Regions from separate parts of the Mus musculus genome. Here all the other regions are linked to region 4. Evidence: chromatin contacts called from public HiChIP or PLAC-seq data. All regions are on one chromosome and are shown on one strand. The core of a region is the stretch at or near the end of the contact, and the rest is flanking DNA. Distances in the headings are between cores, read along the strand shown. Region 1 has its middle 17 kb from the start of Myl10. Region 2 holds the start of Myl10 (myosin, light chain 10, regulatory). Region 3 overlaps Cux1 (cut-like homeobox 1). Region 4 has its middle 8.5 kb from the start of Gm38722.

Region 1 (4,335 bases), core at 421-2,920, 88 kb before region 4:
CAGTGCACGGTATGATTCCCACCTACCTGAGTCTGGAGCCTTAACTCTTCTTTACAAAAAAAAAAAAAAAGGCTGGGCATAGCAGCTCACACCTCTAATCCCAGCACTTACAGAGGCAGAGGCAGGAGGATCTCTGAATTTGAGGCCAGCCTGGTCTGCAAAGCAAGTTCCAAGACAGTGAGACCCTGTCTTGAAAAAAAAGAAAGTGTTTATTTATTTTTAGTGTGTGTGTGTGTGTGTGTGTGTGTGTGTTATATACCACATGTATGCAGACCCAGGGAGGCCAGAAGAGGAATCTGGACACACACATACACACACACACATACACACACATACACACACACACACATACACACACATGCACACACACACATGCACACACACATACACACACATACACACACATACACACACACATGCACACACACATGCACACACACATACACACACATGCACACACACATACACATACACACACATACACACACATACATACACACATATACACACACATACACACACATACACACACACATATACACACACATACACACACATACACACACATACACACACATGCACACACACACATACACACACATACATACACACATATACACACACATACACACACATACACACACATACACACACACATACACACACATACACACACACACACACACACACACACACCTGCAGCTAGAGTTACAGGTGATTGTGAGTCACTAGACGGAGCTTCTGGGAACTTAACTCGAGTCTCCTACAGGAGAAGCAGCCCTTCCTCACCACATGCTGCATCTCTCCAGCCCTGATATAAAGAGAGAGATGTGTCTCCCGTATGCCACGCTGGTTCTGAACTCCCCGGCTCTGCATTCCTGACTCTCTCACCTCCACCTCATCAGTGCTGATGGAATCCAGGCATCCCTGCCTGCTAAGCAAACCCCCCACCAACTGAGCAGCATCCTTAGCCAAGGACTTTTTTTTTTTTTAAGGATTCATTTACTTAAAAAAAAAAATGAGTCATAGGAGTCTTCCAAACAGTTGCCATCTTGTTGGCTTTTGTATAAGTCATCAGGCTTAAATGGCCAGAAATAAACCAAGTGTGAGGACACAGGCCTGTAACTCCCAGAACTCAGTAGGCTTAGGCAGGAGGAATGTGAGTTCAAGGCCAGCCTGGGATACATCTTGCGATTCTGCCTTCCTCTCCACCTCTACACCTCAGATCTCCCCAACTTCTGCAGAGGAGTGTACTGGCTATTGCCCCGGGGCTCCTCTTCTTGCCCCACTCCCTCTTTACCTGACCAATAACTTATTCACCTTACACTGGCCTTCTATGCCTCTGAGTCTCCAGGGCAGATGTCAGTGCCCAGCAGCAGACAAGCAGATCCAGTGCCTTGCAGGAGTTGGCAACCCAGCTCCCCAGGTGCCCACTGTAGCTCACAGCTTGGATCTCTACAATGTGGCATCCACTCCACAGACCTGCCAGCTAAGACTGCTGCTGCAGAAACATCAGCTGTGACTCGTGAACATGTTTGGCGCCCATCCTGAGTCACTCCAGGACCCACCTGGCCCCTGGCAGGGATCCAGCACTGACGATAATGGCTTTAGGGAGAACAAGAGGCCCATTCATGCATGGCACATGGATAGGGAGAGCCACTTTAAGGTCCATGATGTCATGGAAACCAGACAAGTGGCCCCTAGAAGCCTTTGATGACCCAGTATTGAGGACATAGTTACAAGTCTCGGGTTCCTGGGCTTGGCTGACATTCTGTTCTCTGAACAAATACTTGGGTGCTTATGGGGCAGTATGGGTACACCCAACCTGTTCCCTTTGGGGGGGGGCGCAGAGGTAATCAGTCAGTTCTGGCAAAACTCACTGGTGAGGGGCTGGCAAGATGGCTTTGCAGGTAAATGTGCTTTCTGCCAAACTGGATACTCTAAGTTTGATCCCTGGGGACACACACGGTGGAAGGCTAGATCTGACTTGTCCTTTGATCTCCACAGACATACCATGACATATGTGTGGGCATACAGACACATATGAGGTGGATAAACAATAAATGTAAAAATAAAACAAAATAACAACAACAGCAACAACAACAACAACAACAAACTTCATGGTGGCATTAGATTCCACCCCAGAATGTGTCCACTGAGAGCTAATGTCAGAGGAACTTTGCTTCTAGACTAATGTGTACCTGCATTTTGTCCCTTAATGGCTGCCAGCACCCCTGAGACCTAAAGAGAACAGCTAGAATCTACCAAAACTCCTTAGTCCAGAAACTGCTGGAGGCTATCAGGAACCCATACTGACCCATAAGAGAGGGCACCTAAGGAGCTGAGGAGATGGCTTAGTCAGTAAGGCGCTTGTTTTACAAGCATGAAGACACAGGTTCACTCCCCAGAACTCACATTAAAAAGCAAAAACAAAAACAACCTCCCCCCAAAAAACTGGATGTGGTGTTGCGTGTGTAGAATCCCAGTACTAAAGAAGTAGAGATAGGGGCAGGGTCCCTGTAGCCCACTGGCCACCCAGCCTACCTTAATCAATGAGCCCTAGGTCCTAGCATGAGACCCTGTCTCAAACAAGTAAGATCAGCAGTGCCTATGAAATGATACCCAAGGTTGACCTCTGGCCTCCACAGTCATGTGTACACATATGCAGGCACAGTGCACACACATCACATGCTCTCCACAAGAACATATCTCTCTCTCTCTCTCTCTCTCTCTCTCTCTCTCTCTCTCTCTCTCTCACACACACACACACACACACACACACAAGGAACCCAGACAGCCAAGCGACCAATTCCCTCTGCCCTCTTGGGATGGCTCCACAGCTCCACCCTTGAGGAAAGGCTAGCAACCTCTAGTGTTTCCAGTCCTTACAGGGCAAGGGCTGGCATCTCTCTGTGCATATCAGTGGCCTCTGTCACCACCTTTGCAGACTGGAGTATAAGCTCCTATCTGTCCCCTCTGGGGAGTCAATGCCCTCATATACACTCCTGGGGCCTTGAAGACTCCTAACCCCGTTCACATGACCATTCAGCACTGACTGGAGGCCCCAGATCCTGTCTTCTGATTCTGGGAGCCTCGCTTAATCCTTCTCCCACTCCTACCTCTTGAGCAGCTGCAGCAATGACAGGCTGGCTACTGGCTCCCTGACAGCCTTGCTCACCAGTACCTAGGCTGGTTTCCTTCTCTTCCAGCTATAAGCAGTTCTCTATCTCCTCTACCCTTGGGACTCTGCATATAAGAGTCACATCTCTGTCCCGAAAAAAAAAAAAAAAAAAAAAAAGCCACACCATGGGCTACTGACAGATGCAGTCTTTGCTTTCTGAACATATGTCACTCTCAGACAGCCTCTTGCTGCTTCCTGTCCACCAATTATACTTTCTGATGCGTCTTTTTGTCCACTCTGATGTCAACTGCTCTGCATCACTACACCTTTCCCACCGTGACCACACCAGCAAGAAGGCAGCAGGACAGCACCCTGTGAGCAGGAAGACAAGCTGAAGGCCTCGCACAGCAGGGTGCCTCGGGCAAGCCTTAGTTGGAACACGGAATCCCTTCCACAGGCCGAGAGCTAAAGCCTACATCCCCAGGTGGTGGTGCTACTTGGTGGGGGGGGGGGGGGGGGAAGCATTGGAGGAGGCGGGGCTTATACTGGAGGAAGTAGGCCACTGGAAGTGGATCCTTAGAGGTATTTTGTTCCCGGAACCCTTTTAAGGCTCCAGTAAGAAGAAGCTGCTGAGCTGGGGAAGGTGGGGTGGCGCGGACATGACTTCCAAGAGAGGTGGAATATCACCAAGCTGAATCAGGCTAGACTCCAGGATGCAGACTCCCCCACTGCTTGGGGGTGGGGTGCGGATGAGAATTGTCCCGAGCTCCTGGTTCCCATTGTATGTCCTCTACCTTCCCACCCACAGTAGCGTGAGAAGCAGGACAGGGCTTAGACAGTAGAAGCGGCCGAAAGGACCCTGACAATTCACTTGCCACACAGGAAGCCAGCCATCACAGAGAGAAGAGCTGTTCAGGACCCTGAGCTCCACTAGGGACAGATCTGGATCCAAACAGGTTACTTCCTCCCATGTCCATTGTGCAGGTTAGTTTTAATTATCAGCTTGTCACGTCCCAGAGTCACCTGGGAAGAGCGTCTCAGCGAGGAACTGTCTCATTCGGATGGACCTGTGGGCATGTTTGTGGGAGATTATCTTGACAGTGTTAATTGATGTGGGAAGACCCAGCTTAAAAGCGGACAGCACCATTTGAGGCCTGGACTGAGAGTAGAGAAAGCGAAAGCGGGCTGAGCACTACGCGCATGCGCATTCATCC
Region 2 (4,421 bases), core at 1,567-4,066, 70 kb before region 4:
AAAGATGAGAACAAGCTGCAGTTCTAGGTCCCCAGCAGGCCCTCAGTCACCAATCTCCTCATATGGAAAGCAGGCAGACACGGTTAAAAGTGGTGCCCTTTCCTGTTCACCCCCAATATACATGTCACATCAGGGCTAGAGACACCATTCTCTGGCTTTACTTCTGAGCTGTACCTTAAGCCCCTCACTGGGGGATTCTAGGCAGGGGCTCTACCACTGAGCCACGCCCCTAACCCTGAGTGGAATAGTCTAGGCAAGGCTCTACTACAATACCAAGGTACAGCAAGCATCAACCCACACATTAGCACTCCTTCACCCTGTGATGGTAGCCAGATCTCAATCTTAAAGGCAAAGGGCAGCCACAGCCCAGGATTTCCCATTCAACCACAGAACCCTCAGGTTCAAGGATGTGCTTAAAGGGGAGCTCTCAGGGGGAAGGAGAGAAGGAAGAGAGATAGCCCTTCTTCAAGGCCCAGGCCTGAGGCTATGTCTCAGGAGTGTGGAAAGTTAGAACTGGATCTATTCAAGTGTTCTTTTTGGGGATCCCTGAGGCAAGTATCATGAACTCATTGCGCCTCCTGACTCTTCATCCCTGAAATGAGCTCCCTGGTCCTTTCCCTGGGAACCACAGTGACTCCACAACAGGACAAGGTAAGCAAACCCCTCTAGCAATGGGATCAGCCACAGTTGATCTCAGAAACCCCATTCCCTTTTAGCACCCCTCTGCCTCGCCCTCACCATCAGCAGAGACCAGAGAGGCAGGGCTGGCAGGGAGAAGGAGGGAAGGTAGGAAGGGGAACTGGGAGTAGAAGGGGTGGGTGGGTGTTATTCTGACAGTGGAATTACAAGGGGGAGGCTTTATGGTGATCCACACTGTGCATGCAGGGTCCAGGACAGTGTACGCAGCAGAGGACAGTGCCTGGGAACCCAAGCATATCTACATCTGCGGTTACGCAAACATGAGGGCCAAGCAGGTGAGTTATCTCCTTCCTATTCCCAGTGCTCCCCTAGGCCCCGGAGAACCTCGCTCACCCTTGAGTTTCTCCCCAAACATGGTCAGGAAGACTGTGAAGTTGATGGGCCCCGGAGCCTCCTTCACCATGGCTTCCAATTCCTCGTTCTTGACATTTATGCGACCTGGAGAGGGGGAGAGGGAGGGTGTGAGGGGCCTGGAGGGACAAGGCCTGTAAGAAGCCAGGGAGAGTCCTGCGGTCTCTCCTGCTTCTATGGGCCAACTTGTCTCCATCTGGCCCTGTGTCCCTGTGTGTCCATTAGGGAGACTTGGTGAAGACACTAGAGTCTACCCGTTAGCGGTCCACCCTTCCCCCACCTTCCCCTCCCCCTCTCGGGCTTCCTGGAAAGCAGAGCATGACTCTCTGGATCTCCCTCTCACAGGTTAAAAAGTGAAACAAAAACAAACAAGCAAAAGCAAAAGGGAGGGAGGGAGGGAGGGAAGGAGGGAGGGAGGGGAGGAGGAGGGGAAGGAGAGGAGGAGGAGGAGAGGAAGAGGAAGAAGAGGAGGAGGAGGAGGAGGAGGAGGAGGAGGAGGAAAAGAAGAAGAAGAAGAAGAAGAAGAAGAAGAAGAAGAAGAAGAAGAAGAAGAAGAAGAAGAAGAAGAAGAAGAAGAAGAAGAAGAAAGAGGAGGAGAAAGGGAGGGGAGGAGGAGGAGGAGGAGGAGGAGGAGGAGGAGGAGGAGGAGGCAGCAGCTGCATAGGGAGCCCCAGGTCTCATGCATTCCTGGGATGCTGCAAGGTCCCAGTAGACACTCAGGATCCCAGAAATTCAAAACTCAATCCACATCGGTACCTTCGTTCAACCACCCTTGCTTCTCCAAACCCAACTTTTGAGACAGCATTTTGTCATGTAATATAGGCAGACACTGAGTCAGAAATCCGCCTGCCCCGGTATGAGAGTGCTGGGATTACAGGCATGTGCTACAGTACCTCTTTGACCTCTCACTACCCCAGGGCCTTTGCACAACATCAAAACAAACAAACAAACAAACCTTAAACTGTCTTTCCCTAGCCACCAAGTCCTCTTGTCACATTGGAAACTTTTCCCTCCCTGGGCTTCCCAGTTCTCAAGCCCCTCACTGTGGCTGCCTTGGTCTGCCCCTCTTCCCACCGCAATCCTTAGCTCTACCCTAAGCGCCAAGCTTCTGCCAGCTGATGCTTTACTCACCCAGTGCAGCAAAGGTGTCCCTCAGGTCCTCCTTGTCAATGAAGCCATCGCGGTTCTGGTCCATGATAGTGAAGGCCTGATGGAGACATTGGCTCTGAACCGCCAGGGCCCACCCAGACCAACAGGTTCCTGCCCTTCTCCCCAGAGTGTCCTTGGCTGTCTGCAGCCATAGAAACCTCAACCTGGAGCCTGTAAGCGCCCAGGTCTCCAATTTAGTCTCATGCGCACTGCATCCTGGGAACCCTCTCTGAACCTCTATCCTGAGAGCTTTGGCTCACAGACAGAAACAGGGGCTCAAAAAGAGACTTTGAGTCTTGGAGATGGAAATTGAGACTCAGAAAGGGAAAAGCATTTCCATGGGTCACACAGAGAGTACAGGCTTGGCTAGAGAATAGAGCCACAAAGGCAGCCATAAGAACTTTGAATGATGACAGTGTGAGCAGTCACGGTGGGCTCCTTGAATAATCCTCCTGTGATGGTCCATCTTTATTATTGTTCATTTGGTTAGATTTAGAATCATCATGGAAACCTCTCTGGGTACGTCTGTGAGGGGGTTTCTAGACTGGAGTGAGGTGGGAAAACCTACCTTAAGTGAGGGCGGCACTATCCCACGGGCTGGGTTTTTGACTGAATGAAACGGAGACATGAGCTGAGCGCTGGCTTTCACCTCTCTTGACTTCCTGCCCCTGGCTGCCGGTGTGTGTGTGTGTAACCAGCTCATGTTCCTGCCCCTATGCCTTCCCCAACCCTCACAGACTGTAGAACTGTGAGCCAGAATTAGGGACTCCTTCCTTCCTTAAATCGCTTTTGTCAGGCACTTTGTTGCAGCAACAAGAAATCTAACTAATATAGACTCCCAGGGTCCCCAGGGTCACCAGGGCCACCAACCAACCTCTTTAAACTCCTGAATCTGGGACTGATCGAACATCGAAAAGACATTGGAGCTGGCTGTGCCTTCTACTCTCTTGCGGGCTCTTCTGGGTGCCTAGGCACAAGAGATAAAACCTGTAGCTGTTGTCTCTTTCAGAGGTCCGAAGTCACCAGTGCCAGCCACGGGTCCCTGAACACCGTGGTCCAGGGAGCTCTGCCCGTCTTCCCCATACAAATAGCAGCCGGCTGAAAGCCCTGTACAGAGTTTCACAAGTGTCAACTGGACAAGACCTAGAGCCACCATGGAGACAAACCTCTGGGCACCGCTGCAAGCAAGTTTCTAGATTAGTTAACTGAGGTGGGAAGAACCACCCTAAGAGTAGGTGGCATCATCCCATGGGCTGGGGTCCTGAACTGAATAAAAAAGAGAGAGAGAGCTGAGTTCCTGCCTTCTCTGCTTTCTGACTGCGGATGCAGATAACCCCACCGGAAGCTGGGCTGTATCCTTGAACACTAAGCCAGAACAAATTTACCTTGCTTTGGTATTTATTTTTTCCCCACAGCTAGAGAGAAGTAACCAACACTTGCTTTTCTCAGTTCAGGAGAGACATCTGCAGAGGGTCCACTGCGCAGGGTGGGGGTGGGGCAGCTACTCATGACTCAGTGGCCCACCCTGCCCAGGCCCCTGGTGCAGGTGGGGTCAGATGGGCTCTTTTCTAGCCTCAGCCCTTGTGTGAGGCTTCCGGATCTCCCACCAGTCACCATCCACTCTGATGAGACCTAGTCTTGTTGTCCAGCTGCTAAAAGCTTCCAGAATATTCCTAGCATACTCTCTCAGCCCCTGCAGTACTTGTTTCTAGACAGGATCTCAGAGCTCCCTGTCCACTCATGTGGGTTCTTTCCCCACCCCAAATCTCTCTTTGAGCTGCCTATTATCCCTAATATCTGGCCCATAGTGTGTGTGTGTGTCCGTGTGTCCGTGTGTCCGTGTGTAAGTTAGACGACAGATTTCAGGTGTTGGTTGTCTCCTTTCATCATGTGAGGGATCAGAGAGACTGAATATTGAATTCAGGTCATTAGACTTGGCAGCAAGCATCTTTTACTGGCTGGGCCATTTTTTAGTTACAGTATTGAGACAAGATCTCTTACTGGACAGAGCTTACCTATTCTACTAGGCTGGATAGCACGCCTCCATGACCCACCATCTCTGTGTCCTCTGGGTTGGTATTTCCTCAGCACTGGGATTCCAAGCACGTGACACCACACCCACCTTTTCTCCACCTGAGTTCTGGAGAATCAAACTCAGGACATTATGTTCACAGAGCAAGCATGTTACCAACACAGCTCTGCCCAGATCCTTAAAAGTGACT
Region 3 (4,551 bases), core at 1,184-3,683, 120 kb after region 4:
AGGTGCTCACACTTGGAAAGCAAGTGCTATCAGCTAGCACCACCTTAGCCCTTAAGTTCCCTCATGCTAGGCAGGTGCCCTGCCACTGAGCCATAGCTCTGTCACTAAGCTCTCACTAAGTTCTGCAGTCGAATTTATAGTCTTTCTGCTTCCACTTCTCAAGTGCTGTGATTACATGTATACTTTACCAAGCTTTGAGTAGTATTTATTTATTTAAAAAGACCCCAAATCTTTCTCTAGTTGTGGCTGTGAGCAGTACTGAGGTGAAGCACACAGCTCTCCCTTCTCTATCACGCCCACCCAGGAGGAACAGTAGCTCACCCTGTTCCCTGGATAAGGCCTCTCTGGCAGCCCCTAGGGGTCAGGGATCCAGGGGATGAGGTCACAGCAGGAAAAGCAGATGCACTCTGAGTGGGGGAGAGCAGCCCCCAACTCCCCAAACCACAAATGTGTTTTGATAACTAGTAGACTTGGCAAGGGGAGTGATTGGAAACATGTGAGAGGTAACCAGAGCTGCGTTTCAAGTAGTACATATTTGAGACGTTTTCCCCAATGTAAAAGTTACTCTTTAAGAGCCTTAAACTAATAAAAACAAGGAAATTCCATGTTACGGCTGCCACTTGGCCTTTTCATTTTTATTCCAGAAGTCAGATTTGACAGGTCAGCTGCTGACTGGCTCTGGGAGCCCCAGGAACATTTAAGGCAAGGAGGGGACCAGAACGAAAGCTGGCAGCCACAGGGATGGGAAGTTCCCACCACTGTTCACTGCCAGGCTCATAATTCCATTTCACTGTATCCTATTTGTTCGTCTGGGGGTCACTTCCTGTATTAACTGCATTCCCTGAAGCTGGTTCAAGATTCTGATTTAGAGACTGTGCTTGGGTCTTCGCCTGATGCCACTGTGAGTTGTACTTCGGCTGCTGCCTGCTCATCAAGATGGAGGGCTGGGGAGGCGGCTCAGGTAGTAAAGTCCTTAAAACGGAAGCACGGAGAGCTGAGTGTTTGGATCCCCAGCACCCATGGCAAATGCTGGGCGTGGAAGCTTGTGCCTGCAGGATTATAGCACCTGGGAGCTGAAACTAGGGAGCCACTTACCCATTCAGAGAGAGAGAGAGAGAGAGAGAGAGAGAGAGAGAGAGAGAGAGAGAGAGGGAGAGAGAGAGAGGGAGAGAGAGAGAGAGCGCCTTTCAAAAAGCCACATGGAAGGCTTGCAAGATATTTCAGCAGTAAAGGTACTTAATGCCAAGCTGGATGATCTGAGTTCCGTCTCTGGGGCTCAAGTGATGGAAAGGCAGAACCCAAGCCTTCCAGGTCTTCTGACTTTCTTATGCGTGTCCTGTGTGTGCTCACACACATGCACACATGTGTCCTGTGTATGCTCACACACATGCACACATGTGTCCTGTGTATGCGTGTCCTGTGTATGCTCACACACATGCACACACACAAAGTAATAACTTAAAAATAAGTCAATAAATGACAGGGTGGTAAGTAATAGAATAATAAACCCTCAGTGCCTTGCACATGTGCACATCCATGCACACACACACACACAGTTAAAAGTATACATCCCATTCCCTTCTAGCCTCCCCCCCCCCCCAGCCTCCCCCACCCTGTGGGCTCATTGTTGAGCTGCAGCTTTCTTCCCTCTATTCTTGTGGGTTTTCTTGTTTGTTTGTTTGTTTGTTTTATTTTATCTCTTAAACCATTCTTGTTTGTTTTTGAAACATGGTCTTATGTAGCCTAGGTAGGCTTTGAACTCAGTGTACCTGAAGCTGACTTAAACTCTTGGCCCATTTGCCGCCACCTCCAAAGAGCTGGGATCACAGGTGTGCTCCATCATAGCTAGCTCTTTATTGGTTGTTTCTTCAGACAAGGTCTCTCAATGTAACCCCAGTTGATCATGGATTCACAATCCTCCTGCCTCTGCTTTCCAAGCTTTGTGGTCACAGGTGTGTTTCCCCCTCCCTTTCTCAGCAACTGTGACCTAGGAGCTCACTAGTGAAGATGGTGCTTTACCCTGTTTAAAGCAGACCAGGGAAGATGGGTATGGATGAGTGAATCGTGATAAATAATTCTAATGTTTTCGTGAATAAATTGGAGTATTTTCTACATTTGAAACAAACAAACAAACAAACAAACAAACAAAAAGCAGACCTGGCTCTGGCAGTCCCCCTGGTGGGAGGGACTAGTAGGGAAACCCAGAGAGAAAGCTGGGGACACAAAGACAGACCTCATCACAGGACAGATACAGCCCCCGGACTTTAAAATAGGAGGGCCCTGCAATTTGGGGCCAAGCTCTGTGGAAGTGGTGGCCTCTCTGCTGGTGAGGTCCTGCTGGGCTGCGTCTGGCCAGCTGGCTGTACCTGTGAATGTCAGGGTGCCTGACAGTACAGCAGGCAGAGAGCACTGTGTTAGGTTGTCACGGGGATTAAAAACCACAAGGGACATAAAAGATGACTCAGTAAACTGACAGCAGCTATTTTTATTCCCCCTGCCTTCTGGAATCTTCCCTCTTTCCTGTTCTTGGGGCTGCATGTAGCCTCCCTGCTTCCTTTGCTACCTTTGTATCTTCCTGATCCTTGGCAGGAAGCACTTTCTCCGACTCTGCTTGCAGGGGAAGCCCTCTGTCCATACTCACAGCTGGTCCTGATACCTGCTCTTCCTGGAAGAGGTCCAAGCCGTGTAGGCCTTGTGAGTGCCCTGAGGGCCAGGGCAGTTTTGAGGACCTCTATTTCCTTTCTTTACATTCCCTGCTAGGAGCCCAGTCTATAAATAAATCTGCTCCTGAGCCAGGAGGGAGGAAAGTAGGCTCCCCGCGTCATGGACCCAAGGCTGTTCCTCCAGAGTGATGCTCTGAATTCATGCAGTCCCCTTTCATGTCCATACATCTCTGTAACCTTGATGCAGCTGCCTCTGAGACAGCAACGGCCTCTTCCTGTTTGTAGGGTTAAGACAGACTTATCCCAATCCCATTAGACACCCCAGTTCAGACCTTCCCACCACACAGACCATGATATTGCTGTTGGCAAGTGCATGCTGTAAGTGCTATGCAGCCGCACAGGGAGCTCTGGAGAAACCTGCTAGCAGACAGAGCGCTTAGGAATGGGGTCTGCTGGGAACAAGTCTGCAGTCACCTTCTCCTGAAAGTCTTTTTGTGGTTTGTTCCTTTATTTCTTCTGAGGCAGGGTCTCATGTAGCCCAAGATGGCTTCCAACTCACCATGCTCAGGATGTCTTAACTCCTGATCCTTCTGTCTCCACTTCCCCAGTGTGGTGATTTTGGGAATGCATGACCACACCTGGTTTATGAAGTCCTGGGAATGCACTCAGGGTTTCATGGGAACACTCTACCAACCAAGCCATAGCCATAACCCAAGGAACAAATTGCAGTGAGTGTAATTTCCTGCCCCAAGGAGTTTTGATTGGTGATGGGGGTACAGAAGAGACACCTAGGATGTGGGGTCACTTCTGATGGGAACAGGACTGGCTATGACTGAATTAGTATCAGAATAGCCCCCCTCCTCCTCACACACACTATGTGGCAGCAAGAGTTTGTGGTAATTGTGCTTGTTAATTGTCTGTCTCCATCCTTTAGGCAACTCCAGACAGTAGCAGTGACTCATTAGCTAGCTTTGTGTGACTGTAGCTAGGGGACCCGCCAACTTTTGGACAAGCTGGGGTACAGCGGATAAATAGAGTTCCTGTCCTAGGGACTAGTGTGAGTAGATAGGTAGCAGCACTTCCAGGTTTGAAGAGGGCTGGAGGCCATTCTCACTGTGAATTAAAATGGCCCTTAAAACTACTCTGCTTTAGGCACCAGGCCCTGAAAATCTCAAAAATTAACCACAAAAGTAAAGTCAAGGATGGCTCAGCTGGTTCAGAGGTGGCAGTCCTGAACTAAATCCAAGTTCCCCATGAACTCAGGCAAGCAGTTGATAGATGTCTGCTCTGAGTTTGGCTTTTCCGGGGAACAGCTTAGTGTCTTTTTCACTTTGACTTATAACTCCAGGCAGAAACATCTTGAGAGCCTTTCAGAGCTTTTATTTGCTAATTAAAATGTGAGAAGGGAACACAGCTACAGGTAGGGTTGTGGTGCAAGGCACAGCTGTGATTTAAAAAAAACACACACACACACATCCAACCCAACAGTTTCAAAATGAAGTTATTAGCACTTCACCTGTAACTGCGATGGCTCTTAACTTTCACAATCCCGTCTCTTAAGCACCCAACTCTCCTGCAACTCTTTGGAGTGTTTAGATTTTTTCTCATTTTGCTTTTTTTTGCAGTGCTGGAGAGCAAGCCCAGGGCCTTGGGCGCATGCAGCAAGTGCTTAGCTACAGAGCTTTAACTCCACACCTCTCTCCTAGTTTCTGGTGTTATAGTCCAGGATGGTCATGGGGTCACAGTTCCCCTGCCTCCTTTTTGGCTGGGGAGAGAGGATCTTGCTGTGTATCCCTGGTGGCCTGGGCTAGAACTGATGACCCTCCTGCCTCAGTCTCCTGAGGTCTAGGATTACACTCATCATAGTGGTTTGTTTTTGGAAACAAGA
Region 4 (4,930 bases), core at 1,767-4,266:
AACTCACATATCTTCCTGTTTCATCTGCTTAAGTAGTTGGGTTTTTTGTTTGTTTGTTTTTTAAGACAAGGTTTCTCTGTATAACCCTGGCTATCCTAGAACTGGCTCTGTAGACAGGCTGGCTTTGAACTTACCGAGATCAATCTGTCTCTGCCTCTTGAGTGCTGGGATTAAAGCTACGCACCCCTACCTCTTGGCTCCACTCAAGTAATTGGGATAATAGACTTGAACCGCCAGTAACAGTTTTGTTTTTTATTTGAAGTGTTGGGCTTTGCACATACCAGACACACACTCTACCACTAAACAACAGCTCCAGCCCCCAAAATCTCTCTAAAAGAGTAAAGACTTGGTCACCATTTCCACACCCTGAAGGCACACAGAGTTCTGCCCTCTGTGACCCCACCTGACCCTAGAGGCACCAAAGTCACCCTTGGCTGGAAAAGAAAGGCAGTTCTCACTTCAGCTCAAGTGACGGTTTGCCCGCTTGGCTTCCTGTGAGGTTTGCGTCTCCCTTCCCTTTCTGAAGATGTCTCTTATCTTTCTGTTCTCGGGGGGCTTTGGGGGCTGGGCTAATTACAATTTGGTGACAGTTGGTACCAAGGCAGCCCCCCCCCCCCGAAAAACAGAAAAAAGACAAAACCAGGGTAGGTGGCAATAATACAAGTCTGTGTCACCTCAGGGTCTCTTCCCCCACCTACAACCCCGATGGAGGTCCTTAAGGTGCCGTATGGTTCCCACACAGTGGCCCTCTTATCTCCTCAGACTGGACAGGAAGTGACCAAAGGCACATACAGAGCCAACAACAACCTTGCTCGTCCAAACGAGGATTATTTCAGTCATTGGAAATTGGCTCTGCTAGACTCTCCTCTGACTGCAAGAACCGGCAGTGAGCTGCTGTGAGGCTCCTTGTCGGCCACCCTGGTTCAGCTGGATCAGCAGGCTGAAAGGCTTGCCCTGGTCCCTGAATTAGAAACTTAGGCTCTTTAAAGGGGAGGTAGGGGAGACAGGAGGGCACGGGGTCTTGTGTAGTCCAGGCTTGTCTCAAACTTTCTATGTGTTGAAGAACGGCCTTGAACTTCTGATTCAGCTCTTGTCTCTACCTCCTGAATACGGTCATACACCACCATTCCTGGTTTAGGCAGAGCTGGATGGAGCCAAGGGCTTCTGAGTGGTAGGCACGCACTCCACCAGCTGAGCCTCCAAGGAACTTTTTGGCTACTCAAAACAGAGTGCAAGGCTGCATGCCTATGATCCTGGTTTTAGGTGGAGGCATGAGGATCAGGAGTTCAAGGGCATCCTTGGCCTTGTAGTGAGTTTGAGGCCAGCTTGGGCTACAGGAGACCTTCTAAGACAGAGGAAGGGAGGGAAGAAGGAGGGAGGGAGGGAGGGAAGAAGGAGGGAGGGAGGGAAGAAGAATATATTGGACACAGCGGTACCTCCCTGTGATCCTAGCACTCAAGAGGCAGAGAGACAAAAGGATATGGATGGTTCAAGGCCAGCCTCAGCTACAAATAAGATTCTGTCTTTAGGATTGGATGTGAGGAGATCTGCCCCAAGGGATGGAAGGAAGGCTTGTCAAGCAGAACTGGGGAAATGTCTGAGCCTGGAAAGGTCAGGCCCTACAGGGAACTCCTGGTGACCTGTCAAGTGACCTCATAAGCTGCCTTCTATTCTTAATTTTTTTTATTGCATTTATTTACTTATTTTGTATGTGAGGACACCCATGGCACAAGTTTTGACAGCCAGAGGACAACCTGAAGAAGTTGGTTCTCTCCTCTCTCCTGTGGGTCCTGGAGAGCCAACCCAGGTCTTCACGTGTAGCAGAAAGTGCCTTTAGTAACTGAGCCATCTCCATAATCCTAAACTGCTTTCGAAACAGTGCTTGTACCCATAGACTAAGCTGAGCGGTGGTGGCAGACACCTTTAGTCCTAGCACTCGGGAGGCAGAGTCAGGCAGAGCTCTGAGTTCAAGGACAGCCTAGTCTACAGAGTGAGTTCCAGAACAGCCAGGGCTACACAGAGAAACCTTGTTTTGGGGGGACACACACAGACTAAGGAAGCCCTCAGCTTTGACCAGAGAAGGGCTTCTTGAATGGGCAGTGCTTGGGGGGGGGGGGAACTCAGCTGGTCCAAGGGGTGAGAACAGGTGGCTGCTGAATGCCCGGTCCCACCCAGCACGTTGTGTCACCATTCCAAGGCCCAGGGAACATCTGGAAAGAGGGAAGGGAGGAGCAGAATGGGGGTGAAGCATGTGGTGGGCTGTCAATGACTCTTGGTGTCATGAACACCTGGCTGTGACTGCTTACGGGGTGGGGGTATAAGAGAGGGGCATGAAGGTAGGAGAGAGGGGGAACGGGAAAGCAGGCTGTTGCAGAGGAAAGGGTAGTAAGGCGTTGGCTGATCACAGTGTCTTATGAAGCTGCCAAAAGGAAAAACATTTCCGAAAAGCCACTTCTGTTTTATCAGGAAAAAAGTTTCCCCCTTTTTCCTTGGACATGCTATCTTTTAAAGATTTTTTTAAAGTGACATCGTAATTCGTCACATGAACGGATTGGTGAATTTAACGTTAACTCCCATTCATATACTGCTGAAAATGTATCTTAGAAGGCAGACTTGCAATCCCAGCACTTGGGAGACTGAAGAAGGAAGGTGAAGTGTTCAAGGCCAGCCTCAGCTACATAAAAAGCCTGGGCTACATGAGGGTGAGGGGAAGGAGGAGGGGTAAAGAGAGAAAGATTGGGAAACTGAGGCTAAGGTGGTAGCTTTCCTTTCGGGTCATCAAGGCTCTTCGTGCGCCTGACAGGGGGCGCTCTTCCCCAACTCCCTAGCCTCCTCAGCCCGCGCCAGTCAGGGTCCCCCTAAGAAAACCTTGGAGCGATTTTCCTTTTGCGCGAACTCAGCGCCTCCTTCCAACCGCGAGGTCTCAAAGGTGAGCCTCGCACAAATGCCTTGCAGATGTTTCTCCTTCCAGATCGGCTACCGCGGCGCTGCGCGGCGCAGCTCCAGCAGCCGCGCGATCCTGCAGCGATCCGGACCGCATTTTCCTTTCCACCCTCCAACTTTTGCAAGCTGTAGTTATTTGATAATGATTTTTTTTTCAACCTCTCCCAATAATTGTTATCCTCCCCGCCCGGTACAGCTCAGGTGATGGGTGCAGACGGTAGACGCCTCCTCCTCTTCTCTGGCGCGCAGCCCGAGGCCCTGGAGTAAGGAGCCACAACCCAGCCAGCAGAGAAAGCCAAGGTTAAGCGCCCCGGGAGGACCCCAAACGGCCCCCCACGATGCTTTTCTTTGCACCCAATACCCTCCTGAAGCCAGGCCACCTCTCCCTAAGCCTACTCCGAGGTTGTGACTATCTTAGCTGGATGGGTGCCGCAGGCACATGGTTCTGCGGAATCCAACCCTTGGAGTATTGATTGAGGACCTACGGCATTCCCAAGTCCTGAGCAATGAGTTGACTCCCAAAAGCAATCCAGAATGATCCCTGCCTTTGGGGATGCCGGTTCATGAGAAAATCGGGGCTACCATCCTCACCTGGAAAGATGACAAGGCTTTCCCACAAGAGAAAAAGCTTCTCTTGCTCCCTAACTTTCCTTAGCTCCCATGGCCTCTGCAAAGGATCAAGGTCGGCCTGGATGAAAGCTTCCTTAATAAAAAAGGCTCCTCGGCCCGGCATGGTGGCACACGCCTTTAATCCTAGCACTCAGGAGGCAGAGGCAGGTGGATTTCTGAGTTTGAGGCCAGTCTGGTCTACAAAGTGAGTCCCAGGACAGCCAGGGCAATACAGAGAAACCCTGTCTCAAAAAAAAAAAAAAAAAAAAAAAAAAAAAAAAAAAAAAAGGCTCCTCTAAACACGTGGCAGAAAACAAGACCACCAAGGTGGGGCTGGATAGGTCCAAGCTCCCGAGATGAGAGTGGGACCATCCAGTAGAACTCCTATCTCCCCTCAAGACTGTGTATCTGGTCTGTTTAAGGCAAGGTTCACTCTGAAGCCCAGGCTGACCCCTGTCAGCCTGTCAGTTACATGTGTGTACCAGAAGATCATGCTCCTGGGTTTATTACTGTTTTGCTGTTGTTGTTTCTTTTCTGGTTAGAGGGTTCTTAAAATTTATTTGTTCATTTTGAGGGTTTAAAAACAAACAAACAAACAAGCAAAACAAACAAAAACAAAAGAGAAAGAAAAGAAAAGAAGAGAAAAGAAAAGATCACTTTAAGGGAGTAGGGGTAGGGAAAGCTTATGCCAAAGCCGGCCTGTGGAGGTCAGAGGACAAACTCTAGGAGTCAGTTCTTTCCTTCAACCACGTGGGTTCCTGGGATTAAACTTGAGTCGGCAGGTTTGGTGGCAAGCTCCTTTACCCACTGAACCATCCCACCAGCCCTTTGCATGTATGTTTGAAGGGGAAGAGAGCCCTGTGCTGAAAGGAAAAAATGTCTCAACCTCAGCTTGGTTGCATTGCCTAGACAGTCCAGAAAGTTCTGCTAAGCCTAAATGAATTGTAAGTTTGTAAGTAAATGGGGTGGAATTTATTAAGTCCATAGCCAGCAGCAGGGACTTAATGGGGGGAAAACTGAAAGATTAAACAGTTCTACAGGGTAGTGTGGGGTACTCAGAGGAAGCAGGGCACTGGCTGAAGTTTGCTCTCTCCAGGTCTTCTCAGAGACCCCCCTAATCTCTTGAGCCATTGCTCCCACCTTGGGTAGGGGGAATAAAGTCACCAAAGAAACACCTGGCAGGGGGTGAGGATGTGGCTGAGTGAGTGCTTGTCTGATAAGCACAAGGCCCTGGGGTTCTGTGTCAGCGCTGGGGAAGGTGGAGGCAGGAGGCTCTGGACTCCAGTGTCACCCTCAGTGGACACTCATAGTGGGGTTGAAGGTACCCTGGGCTACATGAGACCCTGAGTTTAAAAAAAAAAAAAGTTCTATGGTTTAG

Evidence for each region. HiChIP or PLAC-seq counts read pairs in DNA pulled down with a chosen protein or histone mark.
Region 1: a contact with region 4 is called in an H3K27ac HiChIP or PLAC-seq map of large pre-B cells, with 2.7 times the contacts expected there. The contact joins two enhancer-like sites. A contact is called at or near these places in 2 of 39 promoter capture datasets (the 3T3-L1 cell line and the C10 cell line), 20 of 484 Hi-C or Micro-C datasets (B cells, the C10 cell line, DN3 thymocytes and 11 more), 4 of 115 datasets of contacts at active chromatin or transcription factors (DN3 thymocytes, T-cell acute lymphoblastic leukemia, embryonic stem cells and 1 more) and 1 of 9 other capture datasets (adipose tissue).
Region 2: an H3K4me3 HiChIP or PLAC-seq map of the 230-238 cell line shows a contact between it and region 4, with 48 read pairs. The contact joins the promoter of Myl10 here to the enhancer-like site in region 4. A contact is called at or near these places in 3 of 39 promoter capture datasets (the 3T3-L1 cell line, the C10 cell line and pre-B cells), 1 of 15 datasets of contacts at CTCF or cohesin (large pre-B cells), 23 of 484 Hi-C or Micro-C datasets (B cells, CD8 T cells, DN3 thymocytes and 14 more), 5 of 115 datasets of contacts at active chromatin or transcription factors (the 230-238 cell line, CD8 T cells, DN3 thymocytes and 2 more) and 2 of 9 other capture datasets (adipose tissue and pancreatic islet).
Region 3: a contact with region 4 is called in an HNF4G HiChIP or PLAC-seq map of pancreatic cancer cells. The contact joins two enhancer-like sites. A contact is called at or near these places in 1 of 39 promoter capture datasets (liver), 3 of 484 Hi-C or Micro-C datasets (the AML12 cell line, the G1E-ER4 cell line and Sertoli cells) and 4 of 115 datasets of contacts at active chromatin or transcription factors (bone marrow-derived macrophages, embryonic stem cells, kidney and 1 more).

The regions. Positions count from the first base shown.
Region 1 is chr5:136,708,251-136,712,585 of GRCm38.p6, reverse strand. No RefSeq gene overlaps it. Among named protein-coding and RNA genes, the nearest start is that of Myl10, 17 kb to the right of the region's middle. Within about 2 kb of position 1,670, at least 15 of the 459 cell types and tissues checked have an H3K27ac peak or open chromatin away from gene starts, as enhancers often do.
Region 2 is chr5:136,692,071-136,696,491 of GRCm38.p6, reverse strand. Myl10 (myosin, light chain 10, regulatory) reads right to left here and starts at 2,816. Exons shown (of 6, transcript NM_001303021.1): 1 at 2,768-2,816; 2 at 2,182-2,257; 3 at 1,033-1,137. The coding sequence starts at 2,245.
Region 3 is chr5:136,498,598-136,503,148 of GRCm38.p6, reverse strand. All of the region lies in intron 1 of Cux1 (cut-like homeobox 1), which reads left to right. Among named protein-coding and RNA genes, the nearest start is that of Cux1, 67 kb to the left of the region's middle. Within about 2 kb of position 2,433, at least 101 of the 459 cell types and tissues checked have an H3K27ac peak or open chromatin away from gene starts, as enhancers often do. A contact at or near this core is called in bone marrow-derived macrophages and pancreatic cancer cells, where this site is marked.
Region 4 is chr5:136,621,342-136,626,271 of GRCm38.p6, reverse strand. No RefSeq gene overlaps it. Among named protein-coding and RNA genes, the nearest start is that of Gm38722, 8.5 kb to the left of the region's middle. Within about 2 kb of position 3,016, at least 141 of the 459 cell types and tissues checked have an H3K27ac peak or open chromatin away from gene starts, as enhancers often do. A contact at or near this core is called in the 230-238 cell line, CD8 T cells, DN3 thymocytes and 11 more, where this site is marked.